Regions from separate parts of the Mus musculus genome. Here region 1 is linked to region 2. A link is a contact called in public Hi-C data. All regions are on one chromosome and are shown on one strand. Each heading gives the region's core, a stretch centred on a gene start, on an enhancer-like site or on the middle of the called end of the contact. The rest is flanking DNA. Distances are from core to core; before and after follow the strand shown.

Evidence for each region. A called contact is a pair of places that touch in the nucleus more often than the background predicts.
Region 1: a Hi-C map of group 2 innate lymphoid cells shows a contact between it and region 2, with 2.8 times the contacts expected there. The contact joins the enhancer-like site here to the promoter of Mllt3 in region 2. A contact is called at or near these places in 3 of 39 promoter capture datasets (hematopoietic stem and progenitor cells and liver), 1 of 15 datasets of contacts at CTCF or cohesin (pro-B cells), 19 of 484 Hi-C or Micro-C datasets (CD4 T cells, CD8 T cells, the G1E-ER4 cell line and 10 more), 4 of 115 datasets of contacts at active chromatin or transcription factors (CD8 T cells, effector CD8 T cells, embryonic fibroblasts and 1 more) and 4 of 9 other capture datasets (adipose tissue, liver, macrophages and 1 more).

The regions. Positions count from the first base shown.
Region 1 is chr4:88,164,696-88,170,297 of GRCm38.p6, reverse strand. It overlaps Focad (focadhesin), which reads right to left. Exons shown (of 44, transcript NM_001081184.1): 6 at 290-391. Among named protein-coding and RNA genes, the nearest start is that of Mir491, 45 kb to the right of the region's middle. Within about 2 kb of position 3,112, at least 62 of the 459 cell types and tissues checked have an H3K27ac peak or open chromatin away from gene starts, as enhancers often do. A contact at or near this core is called in CD8 T cells, the G1E-ER4 cell line, Th1 cells and 8 more, where this site is marked.
Region 2 is chr4:88,030,478-88,036,100 of GRCm38.p6, reverse strand. Mllt3 (myeloid/lymphoid or mixed-lineage leukemia; translocated to, 3) reads left to right here and starts at 2,694. Exons shown (of 11, transcript NM_027326.3): 1 at 2,694-3,017; 2 at 4,397-4,577. The coding sequence starts at 3,006.

The DNA of each region.
Region 1 (5,602 bases), core at 1,863-4,362, 130 kb before region 2:
GGATCAAAATGTAGAGGAAAATGTAAAACAGTAGGCTTAGTCAGGGAAGGGGACAAAATTCAACAGAGGTAGGCAATTATTCTCTACTGACGGTTCAACAACCAATAAGCCTGGCAGATCATGTTCTCTTACTGCTAAAAAGAAAAGAGAACGTACAACCAGCTCTAGAACATTTCTTCTCCTTAAGAACTTCATAGTCACAGCAGCTAATAAGAGCACAACACAGGGCTCCAGCTCTAAAATTAGCACACCCCATTCTGTGTCCTTCATTTATTTTATTTTACGTTACCTTTCAGGGCATTGCTGGAAAAAAGCTGTCAGCTGCTGCAGGAGTAGTGGCCAGCAATCAGGCCTGTGCTCAAGCACGGTGATCAAAGGCTGAGGAGGATTTCTGAGAAACACAGGAAATCGTATTGTTAGCTGTCATTTCAGGAGCACGCATTCTCTCTATCCAAATATAGCAGCAAGAAGCCAACACCAGCTACAGACATTTCCCAGGATCTATAATCATAAAACTATCACTTCCTGAGCTGGGGAGGTGGTTCATGAGAAATGACTTTTCCTGCATTTTATCTAATTCTTCTCCTGAAAAGAAAATAGATCCAGAGTCTCAAGAGATCTAAATTAAAAAATTTAATAGCTCAGACTTCAGCCCATTTCCTAAATCCAGTAGCTCTCTCCAAACTACCCTTTGATGTCCTCATTCCTCCTCCTACTGCCCTTTCCCATGCAAGTAACTTGTCTGTCCCTCTCACATTAGGCTAGCTCATAAGCAAACTGTATCTTCTGCTCTTGGTTACTTTTACCTTGTTTATTTTTATTTCATGTATGTCTGTGCATCACGAGCATCCAGTGTCTAGAAGCCAGAAAATGGCACTGAATCCCCTGGCTCTGGAATTATAGATGGTTAGCCTCAATGTGAGTGCTAGGAACTGAGTCACCAATCCTCTGTAAGAGCGACCAGTGCTCCTAGCACTGAGGCATCTCCCTGGTTCATCCTCATTTTTTTCTAGAGTCTCAGTACATGCACAGTTCTGTGTCTTCCAGCATATTTAGTATAAAGGAAAAGACAATATTCCTCCCATCTCAAATAAGAAAGCTTCCAAGCTGAAAATGCTTTCAAACCACTGTTGTACAGGGATTTGTAGTACTTGGCCTATTTCCATTAAGATATCTAAAAAGGCTTTATTAAACAGAGAATCTGAAATCTGGAGGATTCTCAGAGAATGGAGCTTTAGGAAGAATAAAAAAGCATAACAGATTCTTTTCAAGAGTTCAAAATCCTAATTATAGTTGTAAATGTACCAAGGGGTTTTGCTTTTTGTTTTTTGTTTTTATTTTATATTTATTTATGCATTTGGGGGAGAAAGGCACCATGGACTGAATGTGAAAATCACAGGACAGCTCTTGGGAGTTAGGTCCCCTTCCACCACGTGGGTTCAAGGGATTGAATTCAAGTCATCAGGCTTGGTAGCAAGTGGATACAGATGAATATTTCTTAGGACTTATCTGTGCAATGCCAGGGATCAGGCCAAGGGTCTCCCATGCTGGGCAAACGAGCTCTTTACCACTGAGTCACACCTGCAGGATGCAAGCAACTTCCTAGGAACAACCCTCCTGATTCCTTTTAAATGTTTGTTTGTTTGCTTATCTGTCTGTTTATTGTACCACACAGCATGTGTGGAAGCCACGAGAGAACTTTTGAGAGTCGGCTCTTGCCTTACTCTCTTGCTCGGACTGCAGAGTGTCCTGCTGGCTGCAGAGTATCCTGCCGGCTCTGCAGTGAAGTACCTTCCAGGCAAGTCTGTCTCCAATTCCCATCTCCACATAGCAGTGTGAATTCCGATACACTCTCCCACATCTGACTTTTCACGTGGGTTCTAGGAATGAACTCAGGCCATCGGGCTTGCAAGAGCTTTTACCCACTCAGCCGTCATCTCAGCAGCCTTGTAAAGGTCTAACCCAGCCTGAACTCAGAATCATAATCCTCCTGCCTCTGCATATACTCTACCAGCATGGACCATGGCTCTTCTTGGTTCTTAAAGCATGGTGGGTTTTCCAGCATATCAGCATCATTACCTAGAAAGTGTGAAACACAGATCCCCGTAGCCCATGCAGATCTACTAAAGCCCTGGCATGAAATATAGGTCAGAGTGTAGCTCTCACCCAATGCCGAAGCCTCAGTTACCTTGGGGTTGCTAGGAATAGTGTTCATGCATAAGCAACTTTTCAAAACTCTCTAGGTGATTCTAATATGTTCCACACTCTGAAAGCTGCTACAAAGGGAAAAAATGAAAATAAAAACCTCTGAAGAAGGAAGTCAAGGGTAGGAATATTTCTGTTTATACTCTTTTACAAAGAACAAATTTTAGTAGATCTTATCTCATAGGCCAGCAGCTTGCTCATTAACACACAGGCTATTTCTGACTGCCAGATTAAGGTCATTGCTAAGAGGTAGTTCCACCCAACCTTTTACACCAAGCCTCAAAACTCACATCAAAATCATGTATATCAATCCCAAACTCTTTGGCAAGTAAAGCTATCCAGAATCACCTTCCATCCTGGGTGTCAGAGATACGAAGTCCAAATACTCCCAAGTCCTAAATGCCACTCAGCACATCACAGCAGGATAAGGTCTTGAACACTAACAGCAGTTACTGCCCCTATGTGCTCTTCTGATAAGCATGCTGGTGTAAGGAGTTTTGTACAGGACCAGTCACTAACCCTCCAGCTAAGGGTGGCGTTCATGACTACTTAAGAAGATAATCTGAAAAATTTACAACCAAGCTTTTATGTAATCACTAAGCTCTGAAATGATTTCCAATTCCTCTCTTAGAAGTCGGCTCTTGCAGAGATGGCTAAGTGGTTCAGAGCACCGGCTGCTCTTCAAGTGGGCCTGGGTTCAATTCCCAGCAACCCATGGCAGCTCACAACGTCCGCAACTCCAGTTCCAGGCCATCTGGCACCCACTCATGCCAAACATACAGGCAAAATACCATTGCGCATAAAATAAACTCTAAAAAAAGAAAAAGAAAGAGAAACCAGCTCCTTGCCCAACCTGGCCTCTCCTCTTCCTGTTTCCCCCAAAACCCCACTGCCTCTTATTAACCCTCTCATCTTCATTCCTCTTCCTGTCTCTCCTACCCCAACAAGATAACAATGACAGATCTCCCCTTGACAACACATTCAAATTAAACCAGGTCAACAGAAATAAAACACAGTCATCTTAAAGTAGTAGAAATTACACACATATGCAACCAGCTCTCATCTGACACAGCTTTGTTACACTCAGAATAGAAGGAACCATTCACTTTGTTGCAGGAAATGAAAGGGTCTATTTCACCAGCTACTGGATTCAGTCAATTCCAGTTAGCATCTCAAAGTTAATCCCTAAAGATTAGATTGAGTAGAATATACGAGAATAAAGGTCCAAATTAATTACTGATTTAGACCTCTAGATAATTAATTTCTCCAGGAAATTGAATGCATTCTAAGTGACAATACTGTAAAAAGTAACGTATGATACTGATTACAAGAGGCTGATAACCTTGAAAGAAGTGGCATAAAAAATGCAAACATTGACTCTTATTGATTAGGTTTGGATTACGAATATTATACTTTTTCAAACAACACAAATAACCTAAAATCAATTATAGTTGCCAAAGTTTTGTTTTTAAGCATAATAAACCAAAAAGCTAAATTTTCCCTTGTGAATCATCAAATTGATATGTGAATACACGTAAAAAATAATACACAAAGGCTTACACTCACATAATAGAATGGATATATCTTAATTAAACAAACTGCACCACTTCCATGCATGAGACTGACTGCCTCTTAGCACTACTGGCGTGTTATATAGACAGTCTTCACAGCAGGGGCAAAGCTTGATCAACAGCAACCTAGCCTCCTCCACCAGGAGCTCTTAAACTTCCTCCAAGTACTGACAATCAAACGTGTCCTCTGACTCTGCCTAATGTCCTCGTTGGGGTGAAACTGCCTCTGGTTCAGAATCACTACCTGAAGTCCACAGCAAGTGCAAAGCGAAGCACAAAGCCGACCGGGCTTTAACTTAAACAGCACTGAAAGTCATCAATCATGACCAAAAACTTACATTTCTTATGGAAATACGCTTAACAAAAATTAGCATTGGATGCACAAGAAAACTGAAAAGGCTTAAAGTGGGGGAAAAACGTAAAATTATTCCTTTACAAAATAAGTCTTATTCTAAAATAAACATCATTAGAGAATACAGATGCTAATTTGAGTATGACAGAAAATGAAGTTATTATCCTATCAAAAATATTATAATTAGAGCATGAAAAATGTCATAAGGCTGAGTATAGTTCACTCTTGATATATTCAAGATTTGATTATTAAATTTATGGATTATTCAAATTTTTTCTTTCTTCCTCTCACTTGTTGTTTGTTAGCCATTCAACTTCTTTCTTTAACATGTATTCAAATGAGAAAGTTCCAGGCATTTGAAAGGATACACAATTTAAACTCCAAAAATTTAATTGGGAAGTACCAGAGTGGGGGAGGGAGAGAGAAGGAGAGAGACAGAGAAGGGGAGAGGGAGGGAGGGAGGGAGGGAGGGAGAAGGGAGGGAGGGGGAGGGAGGGAGACAGCAGGCTGGCAAACGAGAAGCACACTTGTGTACTTCCTGATTATGGCTGCCTTCAGATCCCTTCCTGCTCCATGAGATCTCTACCATGATGAGCTGGAACTGGAACTCTAGACCAAAATACACCCGCTTTCCTTCAATAAATCCACTCATTAATTCAATCATTCTCAAATCTGCTACTCAAGCTACAATAGTTAAATTACCCCATCTTTGTTTAAAATGTATGGCTGACCCTCCAGCCAACCAGGTCATTTGTAACTAATGGTGGTAGCCACAAAGTAGGACATCTTGAAAATACAGCCAAGTGTGGATGCCACCATCCCTGTCATCACTGTAGTAGATTTTATACAAGCCATGCAGCATGCTTGGACTCTTTTTTTTTAATAGTCATGTCCTTATATCAAATAAAACTGAAACTAGAGAGAAAGGATGTGACAGTGGGAGCAAGGAACACAGAACTACACACACAAAAAAAAAAAAAAAAAAAAAAAAATTCGATTCTCATGTAGCCCAGACTGGCTTCCAAGTCACTATATAGCCTGCCTCTGCCTCCCCAGTGCTGGGATGATAGGTGTGCACCACAATACCCCATTCACACAGATCAAACCCAATGCCTACACATACTAAGCAAGAACTCTAGCAACTGAAAAATACATCTGTCTCCAAATTCTCATTCTCCAGCAAAGCACGAGTTCTCTGGCAAGAGAATTAGTCTCTCTTGACCAATGTTCCTTCATCTTTAAAATGAGCTCAGGCTAGATAGCTAATAGCTGATGCATAACCCACATGAACATTAAATCCCAGGCAGAGGATGCACAGGATACAATCAAGCCCTGCAAAGGAAACAAACCACAAAGATGGCGCCCCCATCTGTAATTATATGGTAAGCTTGAATGGCTCTAAGGGCAATGTCTGTGAAATGCAGGCCTCACCTATTTTTATCTCAGAGAGAAAAACCATTCTATATTGTCTGCT
Region 2 (5,623 bases), core at 1,445-3,944:
GAAATGCTTTTATCATTGATGACTTTAATTATTCCTATTTTTTGCTACCTAGCATTGATGCCTGTCTTAAAATTTCTCTCCAGTACACTTTCATTGAGACAATGCCCCCATGCTGTCCAGGCTTCCTATGTAGCTGTGATTAGCTTTGAAACCTAGAGGCTCCTGCTTTAGCCTCCCAAGTGTGGTCCACCACTCTGTTTGTTTTGACTTACATTGTTATTATTTCAGAATAAATGGACAGGAAATGCATTTGCTCTCCCAATTTTATTGTTAACAGCGAACTTATTAAGACAGCTACAAATGGAAAGGCTGGTGTAAATTCCTTTGTTCAAAGTTGAACCTGGAGTATTCCGGGTTGTGCTTTCTTTTTCTTTTTCCTGGTAGAGAAGTCTTTTTGTTGTAAGGAGGGTCACATAAGGACGCTGGTGGAAGGGCTCTGTGCGCCATCTACTGGCATATTTTAAGTCTCCGAATTTGCAGACGGGGGAATTACTTTATATTGGGGAGGAGGGTTTAACGCATTTGAGAAAGGAAGGATGTTGGGGGAAGACGGTCAGATTCTACGATTTATTTGTGATTGCTGGAATAAATGAGAATCCAGCAAATATTACACGCACGCATGCACACACACACACTCACTAGCAAGCACATGGTCGAGGGGGTGGGGCAGGGAATCCCTCTTAATATACAAGTTCCAGTTCCTGGAGAGAAAACCAAGAGACCAACTCTGGAATCAGTGCAAACGCGGAATGGTCACCTTTCAGTTACTAAAAACATTCACATAATCTTCAGTTTTCAACTTCTTCATTCCAAAATAGTTCTCTGCAATTTGATTATTTGATAAACGGTGTAAGAATGCACAGTAGATAGTCATCCCTTGCTTATATCCCACACACAGCAGTTCTGTCTAACTTAGCGCTTACACAAACACACATGCATACAAGATGACATACTCTTACAGACTTGGTTGGGAAATATGTCCTTGGACTTCTGTTCAAGTTTCCCCACTTCTGGGCTGAATCCTGGAGGATGGGTGTACCAGTTTTAGGAGAATCACACTACTCGAGTTGGAAACGTGCTGCTTTGAACTTGGCTGGACCTGGTCCTGTCTAATCCCCATCATCTACTTTGTGAGCAGTGGGAAAAACTGAACGTGGTCATGGAGAACCTGGGACGCTCCAGGAAACCTCCTTCCCGTTATTCTCAAGTGTTCAATGCAAGGGCCGAGTTGTGCTTTCATGGTCTCCCGGCGAGAGGAAAAGAAGAAAGCAATAAAGTTGAGTCAGAAAGAGGAAGAGAGACAAAAAACACAGGGAGAAAAGAAGTTGGCAATCTGGAGAAAAAAAGATGGTGAACAAAAGATAAACTCTGGAAAACAGCCACCACCCCAAACCAGTTCAAAAAAGGAGTTAAGAGCCAGAGAGGTACAAGAACTTTAACGAAACAAAAGTCACACCCATCTTTCATTTTCGTATATCGTCTAGATCTTATCCGTTTCCTTTTTAAAGGTTGTCTGTGTTTCTAGAGGAAGCTAGTAACTCTTTTTTTTTTCTTTCTTCTTCTTCTTCTTCTTTTTTCGCTTCACGTATGGCTTGATATTCTACCCGTGGCCACTGAGACAAACTACAATCGGAGATGGAGCATTTGTAGAAGAGCAACTCTAGAACACTTCTGCGAGGGGTTGTCACCCGGGAGCCTAAATGGATTAATACCCAGAGATGGATTATGTTGGCTGTCACCAATATGCCTAAAGATTATAATCCAATTTATGCACATTATAGTCAGTATTAACTTTATCTATTTTAAGGTTCCCAGTAGTCTGGCGCGCCCTTAGAGAGAGGGCAGACCCTGATGCAACCCAGCAGGTTGTCAGCGAGGGGGAAGCCTCCTGAAGCAAACAACTGGGAAGCGGGTTCCCTAAGGCTCTGCGACGGGCACTCCCAGGTGTCCCGCCTCCACCTGGGCACGGTTCTCAGCCCGGGAACACCGAGGCGGGAGGCGTTTCCTAGGAAGGAAATGGCATTCTTGTTTCGCGTTCATTTCTTTTTTTCTTTTCTTTTTTTTTCTTTTTCTTTTTTAAAGTTTTCAGTGGCGACGGTGGGAGGGCGGGGTAGGTTGGTGGCTCGGAGTAGATAGGGAAAGGGATTTAAGGTTGCTGGGGGCTGTTCAGTCCCAGAGATTGCTATCAGGAGGCTTTTTTCCCCCTTCTTTTTTTTCTTTGGTAGCGTGGATTTCTCTTGCTCTCTGTTTAAATAAGTTTGTTTGGGTGTGCGTTCTTGCGATTTCAGCACAAACCCGCAAAAATCCATGGTGGAAAGTAAAAACAAGCCCGCTCCCCCTTCCCAAACGTGCTCACTACCGCCAAAGACTTGATTTAACAACCCCTTCTCCTGCGGCTGGGGGGCTCCAGGCAGTGGCCACATTCCAGCAGTTTTAATCCGTTTTTTATTGTAGGGAGAACGGAGTTTGCACAGGGGCCGGGATGGCTCCCCAGCTGGCCGCTCTCCCAGTGCCGGGCCCCCTCCCTCCATTTCCTCCCCCCTCCCCCATCAGGAACCTGTTACTTTAAGCGAGGCGTTCCAGTGTGGCGCTGCGGGCCGCCGGGGTTTCGGGGAGGCGGCCGCTGATTGGCTCTTTCGAGCTCCCCCTGGCTCGGTCGCTCGGCCTCCCCGCGCGCTCCGCCCCGCCCGCACGCCCTCCCTCCGCCCCTAGAGGCTCGAAGCCCGGGTGTCAGGCGCCACGGCGCATGCTCCGGACTCATCCTCTGGCCCCGGAGCTGCTGCTGCTGCTGCTGCTGCTGCTTTTGCTTTTGGGGCTGAGTTTAATAAGCGAGCGAGAGAGCGAGCACGGGGTGGGGTGGGGGCCAAGGCAGAGCATGTCCGCCATCTACCCTCAGCTCCCGGGCGCGCTCTCATTCATAGCAGCCTCTTCATGAATTACAGCTGAAGGGGGCGGGGGAGGGGGGGTACCACACAACACCCCGGCAAACCTCCGGGCCCCCAGGCATGGCTAGCTCGGTAAGTACATGCAAAAAAAATAATAAAAGCCCCCCTCCCTCTCCTCCTCCGCCCCGCGCCGCCGCAGCCCAGACAGCGCCAGCGCTCCGCGGTTCCAATTAGAGAAAGGTTGGTTTTGCTCGCGGGGAGCTGCCGCCTCTCCCTCCTCCCCACCCCCCCCCCCCCCGGCGCGCGCGCACACACTCGCACACTCGCCGCCACCGCCACCGCCACCCCCCCCCCCGCGCCTCCCGCCCGCCTCGCCTCTTTGCAATCGCAAGAAGCGCACTCACACTCCCTCTGGCTCACACACGCGCACACACACACTCACACCCGGTGGAAGGAGGCGAATAATAACTCAGCCATATTTCAGCCGCCGCCGCCGCCGGGAGCTGCGGGCACGGTCCGGGGACGCGGCGAGCAGCCTCTGCGGCCGCACCTCCGCCGAGCGCCGCGGCCGCCACGATGGTGCGTTCTCCGCGGCGCGCGCGTGAGCCCGAGTGTGCGGGCTGACAGCGGCGGGGCTGCTCGCAACTTTGCCCCAGCGGCCGGTGTGCGCGACCGGGGCTCCGCGGCGGTCCGCCAGTAGCCCTGCCTTTCTGCGTTTTGTGGCTTTCGCTGGGGGGGCGGGTGGGGGGAGGCTGGAGGGAGTTTGCGACCACTTTGGCTCTTGAAAGTGTGCAGCGTTGGCTCTGTTGGGCTGGCCTTGCTGGTCGTGGGGGGCTGTTCGCCGAGGGGTGCGGGGTGCTTTGAGTTGGGGATGCCTTGGCGTGTTTTCGTGCGGGCGTGAGTGAGTGTATGTGTGACGACGTTTCATTCTTGTGCACGAACCCCGTGGTAAGAAAGAACACGGGAGTTTGTGCCCATTAGCAGAGGCTGCCTGTAGTTTCCATTCCGCCTGGCACCGCGCTCCACACGCACGCACACATACACGTACACAAAGACTTCCTCGGCGTGTGCCTGTCGCCGCGGTACTTTCGGGGAGGGGGCTCGCTAGAAACCCCGGTCCCCTATCTCAGCCACCTCCCCTCCCACGCCGGGAAAGCGCCCCAGCATCCCCTCCTGATTGTCTCCTAATTTGTTACCGACGCGTTTGTTGTCGTGCTTGCCGTGGTGGTCGTGTTCTCCCCTTTCCCCGACCCCCTTCGCGACTAGGGGTAACATTCCGTTACAATCCCGGCCGCTGTGTAGCGGCGCCGGGGGCCCCTGCGGCCCGGCCCGGTGTATCTGGGGGTGTGGGGTGTGCGCGCCCACGCGCGTGAAACGTGGATGGAGAGGGCACTGCCGTTTCCTTTTATGTGCGTTTCAAGGAGGAGGGAAAAAAATGTCAGGCGCAATGTTGAGCAGCGAACGGTCGCCTTCCTGTTGTTCACGGCTGTCTCTCCTCCCCCTGCCCGCAGTGTGCCGTGCAGGTGAAGCTGGAGCTGGGGCACCGCGCCCAGGTGAGGAAGAAACCCACAGTGGAGGGCTTCACCCACGACTGGATGGTGTTCGTGCGCGGCCCGGAGCACAGTAACATTCAGCACTTTGTGGAGAAAGTCGTCTTCCACTTGCACGAAAGCTTCCCTAGGCCAAAAAGAGGTAGGGCTCGAATACAAAAGAGACTTGATAAAAAATGTCTTTGCTCCGGGAGGAAACAATCGCGGGGCCCCGGCGCTCCCCGGGCCGTTCCCCGCCCCCCGCGCCGCGCTTGCCGGGCTAGCCTGGGACCCGGGGGCGCGGCGCCGTGCTGGCCAGGTCTCTGCTGCCCGCGCGCGGGCGCGCGCGCGCGTGAGTGTTCGACTTGGGCTTAGGGAAAGTCAGCACAGAGAAAGGACCGTCAGGTGTCGCGTGTTTATTCCTCCCAGCCCTCTTGGGTTGCTGTAGGTCCTTTGGGGACCATGTAATTAGTTACTGGGTTTGGAGGTTTGGAGAGCAAAGCTGGAGGGAATAAACAGTTTGCACCTTTCCACACCCCCCCCCCCCCCTTTCCTGGAGAAATCGAGCTTTACCTGTGTTACTAGCCAAGAATGCATTGGAGGTAGTTATTGTTCCGTTTAGAGAAGTCGGTTCTCTAGGCAATTCTGGCCTCTGTGTTTGAGATACTAGGTGCCAGGTTGCTGTAGAGTGTCCCTTTGGGAGTTAGCCTCTACCTCACAGCCTGGATTTTACTAGTAGGGTGGTTTATCCCCTCAGTACCCCCACCTCCGTCCCCCGTGGGGGCATTTTACTGCTCTAGTAGATTTTGAATTACCTTCTGAACTGTCTTCTCATTGGGACCCACAAAGGGAGGGAGTTTCCGTTAAGGTTGAAAGCTAAGTTTCAGGCAAAGATGCTGTTTTGCCTATTTCTTTAGTTCTTCCTACACCTGGATCCTCAGCCATAAAGTCTGGCTTGCATACTCTTGCTGAGCTTCTCTGGTCCCAAGCACCTTCAATTAAACAGAGCAGGACAGTGTGGGGGGCGGGGGAGGGTGTCATTTAAAAAAGACGTTTGAAGAGGTTCTGAAAAACACTGGTTTTTATTTCCCCCTGCCTCTGGGAAGCTACTGTCTGGTTGTTTTAGTTGGATTACTGGAGGTAACAGTACAAATACAATAAGGTGCTTTGTTTGTGAGCAGCTTTATTTATCTAAGTCGACACAATGGT